Regions from separate parts of the Cricetulus griseus genome. Here region 2 is linked to region 1. The links are chromatin contacts, called in public Hi-C maps. All regions are on one chromosome and are shown on one strand. Each heading gives the region's core, a stretch centred on a gene start, on an enhancer-like site or on the middle of the called end of the contact. The rest is flanking DNA. Distances are from core to core; before and after follow the strand shown. Region 1 holds the start of LOC118239255 (eukaryotic translation initiation factor 1-like). Region 2 overlaps Arntl2 (aryl hydrocarbon receptor nuclear translocator-like protein 2).

Region 1 (7,452 bases), core at 3,479-5,978:
TAATACAAGAGATCAGTGATTTGAGGTTAAAAGTCAGTGAAATGGACAGCGAAAGACTTCAGTATGAGAAAAAACTTAAGTCAACTAAAGTAAGTTTCTCTCTGAAAAAAATTTTTTTAAATGTGGTCTACCATTCTGTGATCAATCATATATAAAAGTGTTTCTAACTAGTACATGATAACGAACATACCTTATGAGTAAACGGTGTCTCCCTGAAGCTGGAGACGCCGAGCTTACGAGCTAGAGCTCTCAGTAGAACCCAGGGCTTGATTAATTTGGCAGGACACAGCCTGCTGTCTCTGAATTACCTAACTTTCTTATGAACTGATACTGTTTTCTCGGTTATTTTGCTTGTCTTTTTCTGCCTTGTTTTCTCTCATCCCTCTGTCTCTCTACCAGTCTTTAATGGCCAAACTTTCTAGCATGAAAATCAAGGTGGGTCAGATGCAGTATGAGAAGCAACGGATGGAACAAAAGTGGGAGTCCCTGAAGGTGTAGTAGACTTTGTCGGGAGCCCCCTGGCTGTTGCTCTCTGGCTCATGTCGTTTTGCTGTGATGGTGTTTTTAGTAGCATGTGCATTTAGTGTGTGTGTGTGTGTGTGTGTGTGTGTGTGGTGTGTGTGTGTTGTGTGTGTGTGTGTGTGTGTGTGTGTGTGCCACCTGTTCATAAAGAACACATACACCCTGATTAAAAGGACAATGCAATCTCTAATGTAAATAATGAATGGTTGAAATATAAAAGTATTGGCATATAAGCTTATTTCTTAGACTATGTGACCCCTAAGCATAATAAAATAATTGTTAAAAAGTTCACCTGTGGAAGAATTTCATCTCAATAACTGGAGCTGGCTGTCCTCTGTTAGGGTTTTCTGGAAGGTCAGTGTGTATGATGAGTTCATCATTATGGCGGGGAAGAGAAGTCACTGCTCAGAGCCCTGCAGGAGGAGGGATCAGCACAGCTTGCAGGGCTATGGAGGTTTCTGAACTGGACTCCATCCTTACCATAAGTCAGGAGTACAAGGCCAACTTGGCGTCCCGAGTGGATTTTTCATAGAACTGCACGTACAGATAGCTGAATGAAGGTTCTGAGAGTAAATGCCACACTGAGTAAAAGGCAGACGAGTTGTCATTGCACAACTAGTTTCTGCATCAGATACAGGCTGCAACATATAAATTTGCTACAGCGAGTACTTTGTAAAGCAAAACTGAAACTGAAAACATTTGCAAACACATCGGTAGCCTCAGAAGCTTTTGCAGGTACACCATCACCAGGAAGACTTAAGTCCTCTTTTTCTAGATTCCTCTTTCCCATTGCTGCAGGAATCTGTCTTACTCAGTGATGAGGGTGAATTATCTAGTCCACCACAATTTAGTCACGTCACCCCCAAATTGCCTCCCCTTGGCTACTGAAGCCCAGTGGTTATCCCAGAATCATGAGAGTCTCCTTGAAATGCTGAGGAAGCCAAGCAAGTGTTTTTGAATTTGTATTTTATTTTGCTTTTTATGACATGTATCTAATTTTGACTGGCATCTTTGATTAACTTGGTGAGACTTTCTGATTTAACGTAGGTGGAACTTTAGCGAATACCATGTCCTGGTTATTCTTCTGTTACTTCTTACATTTACTCACAAACTTGAAACAGCCACACTGTAATTATTACAAATTACTCATATTAGCAGTGCTCCCCATCGCCTTTGTCTAATTTGTGTTTGTGTGTAAGTTTTTGCAGATTTCTGTCTCATTCACATAGTCTGAGTTTTGACTTTCAGGGCTAATATGCTCTATAAATATTCCTCTTCTGCCGTAGTCTACTGTTGTAAAATGAATTTGTGATTTTGTAGGACGAACTGACGTCTTTAAAAGAGCAACTGGAGGAGAAGGAATGTGAAGTAAAAAGGCTGCAGGAAAGAGTGCTGTGCAGAACGAAAGGAGACGGGATGGAAATCCTTGATCGAGGTAAGACTGGCTGGCTGTCGCTTGATGCCTTGCTCTGTTAAAATCCCATGAAATACAGGAGAGGAACTGACACTGGACAACAGAAAAACAACTCCAGTGACATTAAAAACTTATATTTGGGTCTGGTGGAGTGACACACAGCTGCTGTCCCAACTCATGGATACGGAAGCAGAAGGGTCGTAGGTTAGACCCCAGCCTGGGTGACACAGGGAGACCCTGGTTCCATTTTTTCTTTTTTTAAATCTTGAAATATAATATGTATAATATCTGGAATACTAGGTCAGACTTTACCTTCCTTTGTGATGTGTACGCACACATGTATGTATGTATGTATGTATGTATGTATGTATGTATGTATGTATGTATGTATGTCTGTATGTGTGTGTGTATGTATAAATATGTCCAGTGGCAACCATGATGCTGAACACCAGAGCAATTTCTGGCTCATTTAGACAGCCAGATTCCAGTTGGTGGAGCTCTGTTATGCTGTGCCTTGTATGGAAACAAATAGCATTTTTTTTTGGGGGGGGGAGCTTTCGAGACAGGGTTTCTCTGTGGCTTTGGAGGCTGTCCTGGAACTAGCTCTTGTAGACCAGGCTGGTCTTGAACTCACAGAGATCCACCTGCCTCTGCCTCCCGAATGCTGGGATTAAAGGTGTATGCCTCCACTGCCCGGCTACAAATAGCATTTTATACCCATTGGAAACTCAGTTTGCCAAGCTTTAGAGAAGTGGGCTTTCCTTGCTGAGTTTTGACACAAGTAAAATAATGTTATAGGACATTCAGAAACAGACCACCATTTTTGGATCGAACCTGCTAATCACATGCTGTACCCCTGAACCACAATGGTGGTCCCACTTTTAGGGTTTAAGAATAGAATGGACCCTGTGAGTGCATGTAGGCTAGAGATGTATTTGGGGAGTGCTGCCCACTCTGAATCGGGGATTGGAACCAGTCTGAAATGCTCATCGTCACGCAGGGCCAGCTAAGCTCAGGATCTGAACATAAGGGCTTAGAAACCTCGTGGCAGTCTGACACTGATCCTGACTGTGTCATCAGTGGACTTGTCTCCTTGAGCAGTGATGTTGGACTTTAGTGTTGGGTGTGGCACAGAGTCAGGAGGACCAGGTGTCAAACTGACAGGTGGAAAAACTACCAGAGTGACACTGGCCTGTCCACATCCTGGCTGGTTTGGCCCGTGGGCCTAACTTTCACACGGAAACGGTGAGGTTCAGAAAGCTGAAGCTTGGAGGGAGCAATTCACCTGACTGCACAGTAGTTCTTCCTGCGGCTGCAGGCCCAAAGGCATGCGGTGTTGCTTCACATTCTGGGTTATTTTTGAGATTAGAGTTCCAGCGTTTAGGTAAAAGGAAACCAAATACTAGGACCTTTAAGATGGATTTTTATTGTTGTTGTAATGTGTGCTAACTTCCAACCCAATGGGTTTTCCGTGCAGATGAAAATGTTAAAAAGAAGCTCAAGGAGAAAAGTAAGGTTCTTGGTGTATTTTCCCATCAGCTTCTCATTCGCCATTGGTGCCACTCCGTCTTTGCATGTTTAAAACATTCCTGTCAGTAAACATGTGCAGCTGCTTCATCAATAAGCCCCCCATTTCTTCACGGTGTACAAAACAGAGGCTAGACAGACGGACTATAGAATGCAGAGGAAAAGATCATGTTGCAGGTTTTTTCCCCGCAGCCTGTTCACTTCCCAGAGTACAGCAGGGCACACAGAGAAGTGAGCTGAGAAAGCGTGCTCTCTGTGGTGTGGGAGGCACAGGTGCAGAGGACAAGACAGCACGCACATCTGTGGAGACTTGGCTCTCGTCTCCATGGCAGAGCATGTGCTGAGCTTCGCTCCATCTGCCACAGAACTCATTATGTGAGGGGGTCTACTCTGAAGCTTTACGGAGCCCAGGCTATTTAATGCCCCATAAACTTAAACCCTTACTTGACCGCAGAGCATGAGTTCATAGGTTAAGGGAATTTGCTTTAAAACAAACAACAAACTGACCTCAGCCATTCCTAATTGAAAATGCATCAGTACAATTTTTAAACTACTAGAATCCCCTCTCCCCCATAAGTTGGTAACTTTGTCTAAATATTCTGTTTCCATATTGTAATTGTAGGCTCACTTTGGGGTTAAATGTTCACTTTACTTAAAGTGCTTTAAGTTTTCAATTTTCAAGTAAGGCTTGTATTTGGTCATCAGACTTTAAGGAGAGTGGCATTGTGCACACTGTGGCTGTGGTGTCTTGGTTTCTGTTTTAGAACAGTGTTAGAAGTGAGGCTTGCAGATGAAGCAGGTTACTCTCTCTCCGTCCTGTGGAATGACAGCTGGCTCCTCAGCATGGCTGCTCACATGAACACACGCTCAGGCTCTCACCGTGGCATCCCCAGCTTGGCCATGACTGAGCACCGCCCCTCCGCCTTGGTCATTGGGAATACCATCCATTGCTCTCACTCACTGCCCATGACCTCCTGTTTTGAAAACTCAGTTACTGTCATCACTGCTGCACCCATATTTCACCGTTGGTGTCTAGAGGAAGATTTTTGTTCTTTCTCTAGGAAAGGGTATCTTGCTTTCCCCTGCCTACATTGCTGTCTTTCTGGAGTGACAACTGTGTGGGTGAGGCAGAAAGTGCTCACCTCTTACTGTCCCTAAGAGGGAATCATTGCCATGTTTACCTTGAAAGTTTCCAGGCAGAAGAACCGTGGCTTCTCTCACAGGGTAGCTGGTGTGCTTCTTAACAATGTGGCTTCATTTTCAGACATTGAAGTGCAGAAAATGAAAAAGGCTGTGGAATCCCTGATGGCAGCAAATGAAGAGAAGGTGGGTAGAAATGGAATGTAAGTTTTATCGCTGTTCTGTTTACGCTCTGTATCATCCTGACTGCTGTATGCAGTTCCTTGAGCCACTTCACCCGGACAGGACACACTCAAGACTCCACTGATGTTAAGGGGTCTTCCTAGTCTCTTCTTACTTGAGTGTGCACTGTGTCCATGATGTCACTTATGATTCTGTGCGTGCATCTGTGCGTGTGTGTGTGTGCACACGCGCGTGTATGTGCATGTGTGCCCCCCAAACATATGAAAGCTGAAAGTTAAGGTCAGGTTGACTTCAAATGTCTTTTTATTCTCTCTCCATCTCATTTTTAAGACGGTCAGTGACCTTTGAGCTTGCTGATTGAGCTAGATTGGCTGGTCAGCAGGCTCTGGGAGTCCAGTTCTATCTTTCTAACCCACTCCCCAAAAGTGCTGAGGGTACCTTTGCCATGCCCCATGTTTGCTGGGGATCTGAACTCTGGAATTGTTTCCACTGGGATCAAAGGCAAGTCATTAGGCTCAGTGTTGGGTCTCTCCCAACAGTGGGCTGTCTCACTGGCTCTTGATTTTGTTGTTGTGGAATGCTGTTATATCAGTTTTATTTTTAAAGATGGCAGGTTAAAGAATTTGTAAGATCAGGGGTGCTGTTCATATGTCTGTGATACACATAGGAAAAGTACAGCTATTGCCACTTTTACCAAAGTTTGGAAATATTTTCAGATAATGCAAACAGTTCACAGCACTTACCTTTCCTGCTTGAGAACTGTCATAGTGGTGATGGTGATGGTTTATGCCGTTTGCAGGATCAGAAGATAGAAGATCTCCGGCAGTGCCTGAACAGGTACAAGAAAATGCAGGACCCAGCAATTCTGGCCCAAGGTAATAGAGTAGAATACATTTCTTGAAACCTTCCTACTCCATTTACACTTAACCAGCCATGAGCTTACATGTTTGGACTCAATTTCTTATGTAGTTCATATGCGTCATCCCAGATTGGGTGGCTCATCTGTGTATTGACGTAGTGCTAGGCAGCCATGCTTGTGGGGAGCACTCCGGCAGACGAGTGTGCTGTAGATGCCTGTGTCAGTGAGAATGTCTCTGTCAGAGAGTTCTAGGTGCCAAGAGCCTTGGATGTTTTAGAAGGAGACCAGTGTGTCTGGAAAGTGCTGAGTTGTGGAGAGGGTGTGGCATGATGTCCTGAGAGGAATCTCAGTAGGGCTGGGTTGGACATCTGCTCTTAAACAAGTATAGAGAATCCAGTGAGGTTTTGTTTTGTTGGTCTGAGAGCTTGAGCCTAGGGCTTTGCACATGCTAGGCAAATGTTCTCCCACAGAGCTACACCCCAAGCCCGGGGCTGAATAACAAGTTTGCAACGTGACCTTTGCCAGAAAAGGGTGATAAGGAAGACCAACCAGTATCAGCAGCAGGGGAAGCCAGTCAAAAGATTCTTGCAGTCATTGTGACTGCTGAGAGAGACCCAGTGGATCTGAATCGACCAGACGCAGTAAGGTTGTGACATGCTGTAGTAGATGATGGTCATGAACAAGGGGAAATAAATCAACAAAGACATAGACATCTGTGGCTAAAGCCACTGTAAGTGATGACATCGTTTCCCAAGGCCAGGGAGTGTCAGTTCCTCTTTGAACACATGAAGGTCTGTTGCCTCACCTGCAGAGGACCGTTCTCAGCCATGGAAAGACTGAGGGTCATATGAAACAGACAGGAGGTTAGAGGACTTTTTTACTGTGAGCATGTAGGTCATTGTCACCCTAATGATGAGAAGCAATGAAAACATGGCTTTTGAGAGATACTTTAGTTGGGGTTCTTTTGCTCTGCCAAAACACCGTGACCGAAAGCATCTTGGGAAGGAAAGAAACAGCTTATACTTCCATATCATCGTCCGTCACTGAGGGAAGTTCAGGACGGGGACTCAGACAGGTCAGGAACCTGGAGGCAAGCGCTAAAGCAGAGGCCATATAGGGGAATTGCTTACTGGCTTGTTCCTCTTGCCTAGCTTAACCTGTTTATTTACGTACCCTCAGGACCACCAGGCCAGTGGTGGCATCACTCACAATGGGCTGGGCTCTTTCCCATCAATTACTAGTCACACAGGCTTGCCTGATAATCTGGTGGGGGCATTTTCTCAGTTGACATTCTCTCCTCCCAAATGACTGTAGCCAGTGTCAGACTGACAGAAAATAGCCAGCACAAGAGATGGTTGTGAAATGCTCAAGACTTTGAAATTTTATCTTTAATTTACTTACTGGTGCTTGGAACCTACCGTGAACATGCTAGGTAAGTGCTCTACCACTAAGCTGCACTCTCAGAAGTTTTGATTCTGAAGAATTCATGCATGAAAAGAAGAAAAAACAAAAAAACAAAAAACCCCACAAAAACCTTCTGCTTTGAACCAGGGGCTCCGAAACAGATAGACAAGTAAATAGAAGTGGATATCATCTTTTTTATTCATGAAGGACTACTGCCACTTCCCAGGAGGTACACCAAGGGTAACCTGTGAGGGCAGGTTTTCTCCTCCTACCATGTGGATTCTAGGCCCAGAACTCAGATCACCCGGCTTAGCAGCAAGCCCCGTTTCCCATTGAGCCGTATCACTAGCCCCTCTAGGAGATAGTTTCTCACTGGCACTGGAGTTCACAGCTGGCCAGATTG
Region 2 (7,452 bases), core at 2,929-5,428, 190 kb before region 1:
AGATTGTTTTAAACCAAGATTGTTCATGTCGGCTCACAAGCAGGAGCTCATTCTGCTGCCTGGGGTTTTCACGGTCCCACTGAACTTGTAGCAGAGAGAGCCTAAGTTTGATTCAGGGCCAGATCTGGTGCACTCAAACCTCAGCACTCAGAAAATAGAGGCAGGTGGATCTCTGTGAGTTCAAGGCTAGCCAGGGCTACATAGCGAGACTCTATCTCAAAAATAAAATAAAATAAAAACTCAGACAACAGCAGAGTTCAATCTCTTTTTTTAAAGTTTGTTTTTGTTTCGAGACAGGGTCCCACTTTGTAGCCCTGTCTGTCCAGGAACTCACTCTGTAGACCAGGCTGGCCTCAAACTCAGAGATCTGTGAAATAGATGACCCAGAGACAGATATTGGGGTTCAGCTTTCAAGCTGAAGATCAGAAAAGCAAAGCAGCCGGCCACTAGCTCTCACCTCTAGCTCAGGCTGAAAGGGTGGATCCTGTCTCCACGAGCTCTCACCAAGCCTCTTCTCAGTGTGTCTGGAGGACAAATGCCTCCACTGACTCCTGATACCGTCTTACATACTTCTTACGAGTCCTGGGATGAAAGGTGTGAGCTATAATTCTCTTTTAGACCGATGCACTCTTGTGTAGATCTAGGTGACCTTGAACACAGAGAGATCCGTCTACCTCTTAATCCTGAGTCCTAGGATGAAAGGTGTGTACCACCACCACCTCCTAGCTTCTGGCTGCTGGGATTAAAGGTGTGTGCCTGGCTTCTATGACTTGTGGCTGGCTTTGCTTTCTGAATCTTCAGGCAAACTTTAATAAATCATAAATAACAAATCACCACAGAGATCCACCTGCCTCTACCTCCTGAGCACTGGGATTAAAGACGGCATGCTACTGTGCCCAGCCATATAGTAATTTTTAATCTTTGTGTGTGTGTGTGTGTGTGTGTGTGTGTGTGTGTGTGTGTGTGTGTGTGTGTGTGTGTCCACAGAGGCCAGAAGAGGCCACTGGATTCCCTGGAGCTGTCTGTTGTAGAGTTGGGAACTGAACTTGGGTCCTCTGAAAAAGCAGCAAGCACTCTTGACTATTGAGCCATCTCTCCAGCCCGTTTGTTTCCTTTTGAGACAGAGTCCTGTTGTATAGTCCAGGCTGGTCTAGAGCTTCTGGTGTGTCATCCTCCTACCTCAGCCTCCCTAGTACTGAGATTTCAGGAGTAGAGCACCACAGTGGCTAAAAAGTGGTCTTTATATAGGACTTCATGATTCTGTTTATTCACAAATTTTGGCTCCAATCCTTTTTATAACCATGCATGAAGAAAATCACAAGTGCTGACATAGTAAGCACATGGTCCTGATACTGCACTGAGCATTTAATTCTTGTGAAAATATTCTTATATCTGTCTTAGAATCAAGGAGGCGGCCCTGGAGAGGTTAATTAACACCCAGTCACCTCCCTCTTGCCCATGGCTCTCTGTGGTACAGAGCCTAGGGCAGGGGCTATCCCTAGATGTAGTTTAAGAAAAGCAGCCTGCAAGAGAAAAACACCAGCCAACAGGGTTCCAACGGAGGTTTTTTTGGGGGGGATCATAAAAAGGGAAAGGGGAGGGGGAGACCAGCCCCCGGGGACAGAAGCAGCAGGAGAGAGGGGAGGGAGAGAGAGAGACAGAGACAGAGAGACAGGAGGATGGGAGGTGGGCAGGGCCCTTAGAAAGGAACACAGTGAATGTGCACAGGTGGTGCTCTTAGTGGCTGCAGCTGAGGGTGTGTCCTGTCAGAACCCCAAGGACAGGCCAGTACAGATGCTTGAATACTAACAGTAGTAATTGTTGTTTTAACTATAGGTAGACCAGTTATTTCTTGTTTTCATGTAAGGGAGTGAATACATACACAGTGCTGGTCTTTCTGATCTCACATGACGCTGTATCCTCCAATCTCTTTCGTTTTACCACAAATAGTGGGATTCCGTTTTCCTCTGTGTAAGAACGGTGCTCCATTGTTTATAACCCGTCTGAACCTGTCTGACTGTTGACGGGTTCTTAGGCTGATTCCCATCTTAGCGGGTATGACCGTGTGCTTTAAATATGGAATTTGGTGTGTGGGGAGAGTCTCTCTGTACCTTGACTTTGTTTCTCTGGAGTGGCCAGATGTCATGATACTGTAGCTTTTTGAAGAATTTCCATACTGTTTTCCACCATTGCTATTAACAATGACCCCACACACACACACACACTGTCTTTGTGGCTCCCTCTTTCTCCACAGCCTCCCCAGCATTTATTCGTCCTTTTGATTGTGGCCATTCTAACTGGGGTAAGGTGGAATCTCATTCTCTTTTGAGTTCACATTTTTCTGATGGCTAAGGCTACTGATCATTGTGTTACATATTCCTTGGCCATTTGTATTTCTTCCTTTCGGCGGGGTCTTAGTTAGCGTTACTATTGCTATGATGAAACACCATAACCAAAAAGCAACTTGGGGAGGAAAGGGCTCCTTTGGCTCACACGTCCTCATTATAGTCCATCGACAGAAACTCAATCAGGGCAGGAACCTGGAGGCAGGAGCTGATTCAGAGACCGTGGAGGGTGCTGCTTACTGGCTTGCTTCTCATGGCTTGCTCAGTCTGCTGTCTTATAGAACCCAGGGCCACCAGTTTAGGGAGGGCACCACCCATAAGGATTTTTGTTTGTTTGTTTGTTTGTTTTTTAATGCCTTACAGGCTTGCCTACAGCCCAGTTTTATGGAGGCATTTTTAAAACTGAGGTTCCCACCTCTTAGATGAATTTAGTTTGTGTCAAGTTGACACAAAACTATCCAGCACAAATGGAGACTCTTTGGATTGATTTCTATTTTGTTAAGTTTGTATGCTCTTTAGATATGGTGGATATCAACTTTTGTCAGATGAGTCACCAACAATAGTCTCACCAACAATAGTCTCTGGGTTGTGTTTTCTTTTGTTGACCATTCCCTGTGCTGTGAACTAGATTTTGAGCCTGGGGATCCCACCTAGGTAAAGATTGCCTGTCCCAGCATCTGGTCTGCAATGTTTCCTATTTGTAACTTCAGAAGTCTGAGTCCCACACTGAAGTCTTCATACATGTTTCAGTTGACATCCGTGGAGGGTGAGAGACAGGGCTTGAGTTTCAGTTCTGCATACGCTGTCCAGTTTCCCCAGCACTGTTTGTGGATAAAGCTGTCCTTTCTATTTTCCACACCAGTTTTGAGAATCAGCTGGCCTCAGACATGTGGGTTTCTTTCTGGGTTCCTCATGCTGTTCCGTTGGTCTGTGTATATATTCTTGTGCCAATACCATGCTGTTTTTGTTACCACGACTCAGTGCTATATTTTGAAGCTAGACACTCCAGCTTTGCTCTTGGGACTCCTTTGTGCTTCCTTGGGAATTTTAGGTGGCTTTTTTTTTTTTTTTTGCTCTGGTGAGGATGTCATTGGTGCTCTGATGGGAACTACATTGGATCCGTAGACTGGAATTTTAGGTGGTTTTTTTATTTTCATCTGTGGTGAGGATGTCATTGGTGCTCTGATGGGAACTACATTGAATCTGAAGACTGCATTGAGTACAGCCAAGAGAACAAAGCTGGAGCTATTCTGCCGTGGGGTTTGTTTTGTCCTTGCTTTTTAAGAGGCATCAAGTTAGGTTGTGTATTTGAATCCTGTCTTCTTGACCTTATTATTTTTATACGAGCACTCATTGCTATAAAATTCCTTCTTAGTGATTTTTGCTCTGTGCCAAAGGTTTTAGCCCATTGTATATATATATGTGTGTGTGTGTTTTTTTAATTTTTAAAGAATTCTTAAGTTAGCATAGAAGATACCTGGTGTCACTGTGGGCATCTTTATATGTGTATATGTTATTCATGGGTTGTCTCATTGGTTCTTCTCTTCCTTGTGCCCCTCCCCATCCTAGGTTCCTTCCTCCCTCCTGTCAGTCCTCTTCTGCTTCCTCATCACAGTCACAGGTATTTCCATTTCTGTCTGTTTCAAGAGCATCTTAAATTCCCCATGCAGTGGGAGTACACTGTCCTGCCCCCATTCAGATACAGTTTTTAGTTCTCCTTACTGATTTATTGGCTCATCCCATCGTGACCAACAAAGATACAGGATATGATCTCATCCCTCAAGCATTTGTTAAGACTACTTTTGTGGCCCAACACAGTCTGCTTGAGAGACAATTCCCCCATGTGATGAAGAAAAGAGAAAACTGTGAACCGCACAGATGCTCAGAGGCCAAGCCAGTCTGTCTACACTTGGTCCTCAGCTCCGCCCTGCATGTGCTGTGACTGTAGCCCCTGCCTGTTCCCAAAGACAAGCAGACAATATCAGAGCACCTCACAGAACTATTAAGGAGGTTAAATGAGTTATACAATCCCAGCTGTAAGACCGCCCAACAGACTTGTGGCTCACCCTCTTCATGTCTGTCCTGCTGCTGACTGTAACTCTTAGGGCAACCTACAGCATTTTCTGTTAAAAGAAAAACTAACGTTTCTTTTTAAAGATTTATTGTTGGGGACCACAACATGATGTGATTCTTAAAGGCACTTGTGGCACAAGCCCAGTGGCCTGAGTTTAATCCCACAACTTCTCAAAGTTGTTCTCCGAGCTCCACATGCAGGCTCCTGCACATATACCCACACACACACCATACACACGATAATAGCAATAATGAAATCTATCGTGCTATCAGTCTTCCTGAATAATGCCAATTTAAAACAATGCCTGTTCAGGTCTTCTGCAAGTCCAGTCACAACTGAATGTTTTAAATAACTTGCATTAGGTTTTTCTCTGCGTTTTAACATTGAAGGCACTTTGTCTAAAGCATCTACCATGTGTGCACCACCCGTCTTCTGAGCCCATGTGACCGTTCCTTGTTTCCATAAACTTTCCTCATATTTGAGCAAACGATTTTTCTTTTCTTGTTTTCCTTTTTGGTGGGTTGGTTTGACAAGCTGCTTCATGGGAATTAGTTGCTTAGAATTTTTTTCTGAAAAGTCAAGGTTTTGAGTCTTTTTAAAAATACTTTTTATTGTGTTTCTAAATGCTCATCAAGCATTTCTGTGGTCCTACTATGACTATATATGTCTATCAATCATCATCACAAACAACAGTAAGATTTGTTTTTCATAATAGACAGACATGGTGGTGCAGGTCGGTAACCACTTGGGAGGCTGAGGCAATAGTATGGGGGTTAGGAGATAGTCTCTTATACATAGGAACTGGGGGCTAGCCTGAGCTACAGGATGAATTTGTCTCAAAAAAAAAAAAATTGGAGGAGGGAAGAAGGAAAGAGGAAGTGGTGGTAACATTGGCATTCATGTTGATCTAAGTGTATTTCTGTGGCTTCTCATTAGACCACAGGAAATTCTACACCGTCCATTGCACTGGCTACTTAAGAAGCTGGCCTTTGAATGTTGTTGGCATGGAGAAAGAGAGGGACAGTGTTAAAGACAGTGGTCCTCTTACCTGCCTTGTAGCCATGGGACGGTTACATCCATATGCTGTCCCTCAGAAGAGTGGCAAGATCAAAGTGAGGCCAACTGAGTTTGTGACCCGCTTTGCCACGAACGGAAAATTCGTCTACGTTGATCAAAGGTGAGCACTCAGGCTGTGGTGATGAGGAGCCCCGGGCCAGTTGAGGTTGTTTCAGGGGTGACTCGGTAGCTCTACAGGATTTTCCTTCTAATTGGGGCTTGAGGATAGTTTAAGTGGCATAAGGCTATGGTTGTTGGTCGTTTTGGTCAAGCCAGAGGGCAAACTTGGAAAAGCATTTCTTAGCAGTGGTGCTGAGGCTGGGCCTGCTCCATGGCCACTGTGTTGGCCACTGATGCCTTATAAGGGCATCAGCTGGACTTCATGGGGCCTCACCTGGGTGGCCTGTTTGGTGGCTCTGGTCTGTGGCTGGCGGGGACCAGGCAGTCCATAGGAGCCTAGTGGTCCACGTGACTAGCTCTTTCCCCGGGGCTGCTGCCTCAAAGTCACACCTGTGCTGGAGCTGCTGGATTCTGGGAGCCATCACCTTCAGTAAGTGCCATGCTAATTTTCTGTTTCAAAACCAGGGCAACAGCAATTTTAGGATACCTGCCTCAGGAACTTTTGGGAACCTCATGTTATGAATATTTTCATCAAGATGACCACAGCAATTTGACTGTCAAGCACAAAGCAGGTGGGTAATTCATCGAGAGCATAATTTAAAATGACAACTTCAGCCAGATGTGATGGATCACACTCAAAATCTCAGGACTTGGGAGGTGGCAGTAGAAGGATCAGGAGTTCCAGGCTAGCCTGAGCTATGTATCAAATCCCTATGTAAATAAATAAATAAGTGTCATTGTTATTGTAGTATCAACTCTCAATCTCTCGTTCCTTATGAAACCCCAAACTGGAGTTGATTCACAAGGCACTGGTTTTGGGTTTGGTGTTTGCTTTTGTTCTGGGATTCAGTACGGGCCCCTGGCTGGCCTAGATCCAGCAGCTACCCTCTTCGCACAAAGCCTCCCAAGGGCCGGGATTCCAGGCAGGAACCACCACACCTGGCTTGAGGTCGTTTCATTCTAAAGGCTGCTCTGCTGATCGCATCTTTTCTTGCGAAGTTCTGCAGAGTAAGGAGAAAATACTTACAGACTCGTATAAATTCCGCGTGAAGGATGGGTCCTTCGTAACCCTGAAGAGTCAGTGGTTCAGCTTCACCAACCCTTGGACCAAAGAGCTGGAGTACATCGTGTCTATCAACACGCTGGTTTTGTGAGTAGTTCTCTGTAACGATAACTCTTTCCGCCAGCCACCTGTGTTATGCCGCCACGTTAGGGCCCCCAAATAACACACAGAGACTTAATATTATTTACAATGCTGCTGGCCAATGACTAAGATTTCTTATTTTCTAGCTCTGTCTTAAGTATCAACCATAACCATTAATCTATATATTTTATAAAGACTTATCTTCTCAAGGACACCAGCGGCATGCATCCTCTTCCTGGGGATCACATGGTGACCCCTCTTTATTACGTTTCCCAGAATCCTCCTTCTTTCCTAGTCCTGCCTATCTTGCTTTCCTATTGGTCAACAGTGTTTTATTCATCAACCAATAAGACAAATACATATACAGAAGGACTTGCCCCATCAGTTCTTTGTCTTCTTATTTGTCCTACTTTCTTTTTTTTCTTTCTTTTTTTTTTTTTTTTTTTTCGAGACAGGGTTTCTCTGTGTAGCTTTGGAGCCTATCCTGGCACTCGCTCTGGAGACCAGGCTGGCCTCAAACTCACAGAGATCCGCCTGCCTCTGCCTCCAGAGTGCTGGGATTAAAGGCGTGCGCCACCAACACCCAGCAGCTTTGTCCTACTTTCAAGGGAGTGCCTCTGCTTTCCTTCAGAAGCCACCAAAACTTCATGGTCCTCTGGCTGTGCGGCAGCTCAGTTTGGGGATGGGTGCCAGGAGCCTGCACGGATGCCAGA

What was found. Hi-C and Micro-C count contacts between places; a contact is called where the count stands out from the background.
Region 2: a Hi-C map of the CHK-Q cell line shows a contact between it and region 1, with 5 times the contacts expected there. The contact joins the enhancer-like site here to the promoter of LOC118239255 in region 1. A contact is called at or near these places in 4 of 8 Hi-C or Micro-C datasets (the CHK-Q cell line, the CHO-K1 cell line and liver).

The regions. Positions count from the first base shown.
Region 1 is chr8:2,709,004-2,716,455 of CriGri-PICRH-1.0, reverse strand. It overlaps LOC118239255 (eukaryotic translation initiation factor 1-like), which reads left to right and starts at 4,728. Exons shown (of 3, transcript XM_035448677.1): 1 at 4,728-4,789; 2 at 5,586-5,661. It overlaps Ppfibp1 (liprin-beta-1), which reads left to right. Exons shown (of 29, transcript XM_027430084.2): 8 at 1-89; 9 at 1,843-1,957; 10 at 4,728-4,789; 11 at 5,586-5,661.
Region 2 is chr8:2,897,402-2,904,853 of CriGri-PICRH-1.0, reverse strand. It overlaps Arntl2 (aryl hydrocarbon receptor nuclear translocator-like protein 2), which reads left to right. Exons shown (of 15, transcript XM_027430095.2): 8 at 5,356-5,596; 9 at 6,061-6,167; 10 at 6,625-6,745. Among named protein-coding and RNA genes, the nearest start is that of Smco2, 31 kb to the right of the region's middle. Within about 2 kb of position 4,178, at least 1 of the 6 cell types and tissues checked has open chromatin away from gene starts, as enhancers often do.